Regions from separate parts of the Gossypium arboreum genome. Here region 1 is linked to region 2. A link is a contact called in public Hi-C data. All regions are on one chromosome and are shown on one strand. Each heading gives the region's core, a stretch centred on a gene start, on an enhancer-like site or on the middle of the called end of the contact. The rest is flanking DNA. Distances are from core to core; before and after follow the strand shown.

The links. A called contact is a pair of places that touch in the nucleus more often than the background predicts.
Region 1: a contact with region 2 is called in a Hi-C map of leaf, with 2.8 times the contacts expected there. The contact joins the promoter of LOC108467494 here to the promoter of LOC108467578 in region 2. A contact is called at or near these places in 2 of 5 Hi-C or Micro-C datasets (both in leaf).

Annotation. Positions count from the first base shown.
Region 1 is chr8:20,633,236-20,636,156 of ASM2569848v2, forward strand. LOC108467494 (nuclear transcription factor Y subunit A-4-like) reads left to right here and starts at 1,616. Exons shown (of 7, transcript XM_053018365.1): 1 at 1,616-1,836; 2 at 2,518-2,746. The coding sequence starts at 2,533. It overlaps LOC108467465, which reads left to right. Exons shown (of 11, transcript XM_053018116.1): 11 at 1-62.
Region 2 is chr8:20,339,519-20,342,326 of ASM2569848v2, forward strand. It overlaps LOC108467578, which reads right to left and starts at 1,526. Exons shown (of 1, transcript XM_017768258.2): 1 at 1,021-1,526. The coding sequence starts at 1,392. The coding sequence ends at 1,186. It overlaps LOC108467576, which reads left to right. Exons shown (of 6, transcript XM_053018352.1): 6 at 1-287. The coding sequence ends at 164.

The DNA.
Region 1 (2,921 bases), core at 366-2,865, 290 kb after region 2:
GCGATGTTTTCTTATGGAGAATGGAGTTTTATTTATTAATACAAATGAGGTGGGTGGTTTAATTTTGTTTCCTTTATTAGTAAAACATAAAGGGAAAAGCAAGGCTTTCTTTTCATTTGCATAGCGTAAGAAGTGAGAAAAAGTAAAATTATAATCTACATCTACATATGTGTCGATGATGATGAGAGGGCCTCTAGTCTGGTGATGTTGACTAAAGCGCGGCAATCTTTTTAATACAATATCAATTCCTCCATCCATAACTGATACTAGTAGTGTACTTAGTTTGGTAGTTGCTACTGCGTAGCCTCTTACCCTGTCTCAACTGTATAAGACATACCTACGCTTTCGTCTGCGACTGCCTCGACGTTTACACTCTCTTATTATTTTCTACTATTTTTGAAAGGGAATAAGTTCTTTGGTTTAGTTGATAATGTACAGATTTGGATCAAGAAAATTATTCCACCTACAGTTAATTGTTTTGGGGGGTGTCTTGTTACCTAGGATGAAAACAATAATGGCGTGGTTAAAGGGGGACATAAAACGCCGTTAAGCAAGCGACGATGGTTGGCAAGTGAAAAAGACAGAATGATAAAAAATAGTAAGAACGTGGCAAGATCTAAATAACATGGACCTCAACGATGTCATCCTGATCACACGACACGTGGTGTGTGCATAACATGTGTCACCGCTGTCAACCATGTCTCTCTGTCCGGTGTCCACGCCACTCTTTTTTGTCATGTAATAAAACTGGAATTTAATAATAATAATAATAAAAGAAGAAGAAGTAAAGAGCGCCTCTTGGAATCTGTCTCGGATCCAAACCCAACCCTAGTTCTAATTTTGCCATTTTCAACAGTTCCTTGGATCTGTATAATCGGGTAATGAATATTAATTATGAAAAAAGGGAAGAAAAAGAATTGAATAACACTTGACAAAAGCTCCTCAACCAGAGTTGTATGATTAGAAAAAGAAGGAATTGTAGCTGAAGCTTTGCTGAAAATAGTATGATCTTAAAAAGAAGCAAAAGAAAGGAGTCCACTCCACAGCCGTTGGAAAAAAGAGATGATGACAAGTTGAAATTCCCACTGCCTACTTATTTGCTTGACCCACGACCATAAAATCATCTCCACCCACTACTTTATTTTTATTATTTTATCTTATATGTACCCGATAACATTGTTTGATTTAAGTATTTCCCACTATTTAACCATTTTTTCTTTTTTAGGAATATTTAATTACAACGAGGTCTTTTTACATTTATATACTAATAATTAATTTTTAGGATTTTATTTTTATATTTTATAGAAATTTAAAAGTTAGTTTAATTGTTGATAAAACATGAATTTCAATTATTAGTTTTTATTAATTTGTTACATCTAAAATTCTAAATTATTGATTTTTGTTAATTCCTTATAAAATAATTTTTAAATCAGGTTTAACAATGCTAATTAATTGGATTAAATTTTTAATTTTCATAAAATATATGTAAAAAACGTTGCAATTCATAATTATATTATAAATATAAATATTCGAAAAGTATAAAATAAAGTAATTTGTGTGATAAATTAATCTATTTGGAGAAATTTGGAAAGGTTCGTAGTTACAGCTTCAGTTTCTACCTTATAAAAGACAAAAAGTTCGACATTTGTGTCAATGAAACAAATAAAAACCTCTTATTAAAATTTTAAACATATAAATAAAGATAATTTATTAAGCTTGATAGATTTGTCTTTCTCTATGTCTCTGTTATGGTTGCAGAGAGAGAGCCAAACTGAATCAATCTCTAGGCATTTGCTTCTCCAATTCCAATCTTCTTTTTCTTTTTCTTCTTTTACTGTAAGTTCTCTGTTTTTATCCTTTTTTAAATTTATTCTCTTAAAAGATCTTTCTTTTTCCTGTTTTTGATTCAAAATTTTCGAGTCATCTTAGGGTTTTAATTTAGCATCTTGTAAAAAACTTCCCTTTTTGGTTTGATGTTATGGGAATTTGCTCTTTTGATGAGAAATTTGGAGGAGATAAGAAGATTAGCATGAATTGTGGGGGGTGGAATTAGAGATAACCAGATGCAAAATTAGAAATTGAATTACCCTGTTGTATTAAGTTCGGCTTGATTTTGAATAAGATTTCGAGGATCAGTTTCTTTTTTAGGTGCTAGTTTTGATTGTCGAAGTTCTAAATTTTTATATCAGTTGAACTTTGAATTAATGGAATGATCCACCCGCCTTCATTTTAACATAAATTTTAAAATTTTCCTGTGAGAATTTTCTGATGTTTTTGTGTTATGCATATGATTCATGTTTAATCTATTAATCTTTTTATTTATTTATGAATTTTGATGGAAGTCAACATCAGATTTGCACATAAGTTATGTTATATTAGATGATAGTGAGTGGGAAGTTAGTTGAGATCATTGTTGATTTTGGTTCTTCTTCTTTTTTCTTCCCTCTATTTATATCTCATAAGTAAAATTCTATGTTTGGGCTATTTAGCTCTCTAATTGTAATTTCTGAATTTCAGAATAAGTCGTGAGAAATGCCAGCAAAACCAGGGAATGATGATCAGCAGATAGACCATGGGGCTCAAAGTGTGTTGCAGTCAACTGCCTACTCTGAACCCTGGTGGAAAGGAGTTGGGACTAACCCCTTTGTTGAAGCTGCCTCGAAGTCGCCTTCTGTAGAACAACTAAATGGTTCAGTGGCAAATGGAGCTGTGCATTCACAGGCTCATGGGGACTTGGGCAATGAAGGTAATTTCAAGAAAGAGAATCTGATCAATGTAGGATCACAAGCTCTGATTTCTCATAATAGTTAAAGATGGAATGCTTCTTTTTATGCTAAAAGACCGCAAGGCATCAGTTTTTGGACCAAACAAACTCTGTAATTTGGTATTGGACTGATGTTTTTATTTATATTATTACTTTA
Region 2 (2,808 bases), core at 276-2,775:
TCCTTCAAGAAGTGAAGCAAAACAAGGATATGAAGACAGAAAAAGCAGGAAGCAGTGTATCTTCTTGTTCTTCTGTTATTAATAATGTTAACGTTACGGATGGAAGACAAGCAAGAGCGTTGGATGTATTTTGGTTCCTCAAGCCTTGCACAATGTCTGAGTAAACAAAACTCAAATGTCTTCATTCTTTCATTCATATGAGTGTCAGCTATGTAGCTTTCTCTCTGTTTAATAATTGTATTGAAAACCCTTTTCAGTGAATAAAAAGCCAATATCATGATTCTTTAGTTCTTTCTCTCTCGCCTTTTTCTTGAGTATCAGTTTGTACTCAAATCAACATTTAACACTACTAATGAAGCATTAATTGTCTGTTAATACTAAAGAAAGTTCTGTCTTTATGACAAGGTACATGAGTACGGCTTTTCTGTGTTTAATTTTGTCCTCCCACCGCCATTTCCATATCCAGACAATTTCTCCCATCATCTTTATCTACCTAATTCTTCATAGATTAGAGTAAGCAACAAAACCCAAAAACACACACAAACTGGCATACTACGCTAACATACATACCGCACCAAAAGCCCTAGGCAGGCAACAATACATCACCTATGATCGAGCTAAATAAAGCTGAGCAACTTAACCGTAATGAATCCGCCTCAGCTTGAGTGCAAATTTAGTTGACTTAAACAAAGAAAGAGTAAATAAACAGTTGGATGCTTAAAATGGGGATTCAGCGTCGAATTTGAAGTCAAGTGAAGGGGTTTTCTAATGTTGGAAGTAAGATTGCTAATTGAGGTTGATACAAAGGTTAATTAGGAAACGGACAAACCCAGATACATAATCAAATTTCAGAATCCCATCACAAGCAGATACAAATATTACATCAAAACCCTAACCCTGGGGGATTTCATATAGACTAGTGATTAAAATAAAAAAGGGTTGATAGCATAAACTTTAAATAACACTCACCAATCACTCTATGGATCCCGCGAAGATATATATACAACACAAAGAAACATATATGGAACCACCAAAAGAATGCTTTTGACTTTTATTCCTGGCTATAACAAGAGCCTTTGTCACATGACCAGAGAGGCAAAAGAAACCAAAATTCCATATGTACATTGAAAGAGATCTAATAATTAAAGTAGGGTTAGGAGATGGCACAACACAACACAGCCTACTCTAATCTAAACTCAAGTTGCAAAGCATGCAATCCAAGAGCCTAGACCAGACGAAGCGTGCACGTGGGTAAAGCCTGTGGGTATACACCCGCGACTCCCTTACCAGATCCTCCATGGTCTCTACGAAGTGATTCAAGCTCCTCACAGGCGGGACATATAGAGTCAACGGCGCTGCAGAGAAAGCAATTGTGAAGAACAGCTGCAACATCCCCGTCTCTGTTGCGATTGAAATGGATTCTTTTATTATGTTTTTGGGCAGGCAAGGCCTAGAAGCAGAGCCTCCAAAAAAACCCCCAAACTAATTTGAAGAGCAGAGTGGTATGAAGACTGAAAGAAAGCAGTGCAGAAAGGTTGGTTTGGTTGAGAAAACAGAGAAAAAGAAAAAACTAGGTAGGGTTTGGTTATAGTAGTTGTTGATGGTGGAATAAAAAATATTATCATATGTAAGTATAACAAGAAGTAATTGGATGGAAGAAAGGTATGCAAAGCGAATGGGTTATGGAAGGAACAGAGAAAGGGAGAAGTTCTGGAAATATGAAGAGAAAACACAAATAAGTTCAATATTTAATGTACGGATAATATCTGGCGTCAAAGTTGTATCAATCCATTAAATCTAAGTTAAAATGTCATACTTGTAACAAATTTCGATTTTACTTTTTTTAAATTCAAGGTTAATTATTTAAAAGGAAAATGTTAAAATAAAATTGAAAAAAAATCTCTATTAAATGGTAAGTACATCTTTCACATCTTTTCCTTGATTTTTTTTTATTATTTGTTTTTCAATTTATAATTATCTTATAATCTATAGTATTATTTAAATTTTTCATTAAATTACTATTACAAATTAACCGAAAATCAAATCAGTTGAAAATTACTAAATTATTCTTGCATATTTGAAATAACTTATACTCTTAAGGGCATTTTATTCGTTTACATTTTTAATAAAATAAAGATAAAATTTACGGATATTAAAATTTAAATATTTTCTTTATTAATTCACTCAAAATTTTATTTTAATATTTGAATCTTATTACAATTATGTCACCCACAATATATTGGTAATTTTTTTATTGAAATATAAAATTTAATATAATATATTTACTTATTTAATTTTTTTAATTTAAACTATTTTTTATTTTAATTTCGTTTATATTGTTTATTATATAATATATATATATATATATATATAAATAAATGATGGGGCAGCCGAGTACACGGGTCCGTCTATTTTTATAACAGCTTAGATCGAAAGCGTTCCAAGCTCCACAAGCGAACGGATAATGATTCCCTACCCTACCACTAACTTATTTTGCGATTAAAATAAAAAATATGATTTGTAACCACAAAACAAAGGAGGGAAGCAGAGCTAAACCTTTATTAACTTAGAATTTTCTAGTCAGCATGACTTTTTTATGGAAATGGATACATCATGTGATATCTAAAAGTCACAAGTGTCTACTACTTGGTATAATTCTATGGATGAATCCTTGACACTGAAGGGGCATATAATATTAAAATAAATTATATGGCCAATGAGAAGTTTTAATTTCAGAATCACCTATCTTTATTTGGAGAAAAAAACCATGGGCTGGGTTGAGACGCCAAGGCTGACCAAAGGCAAGGC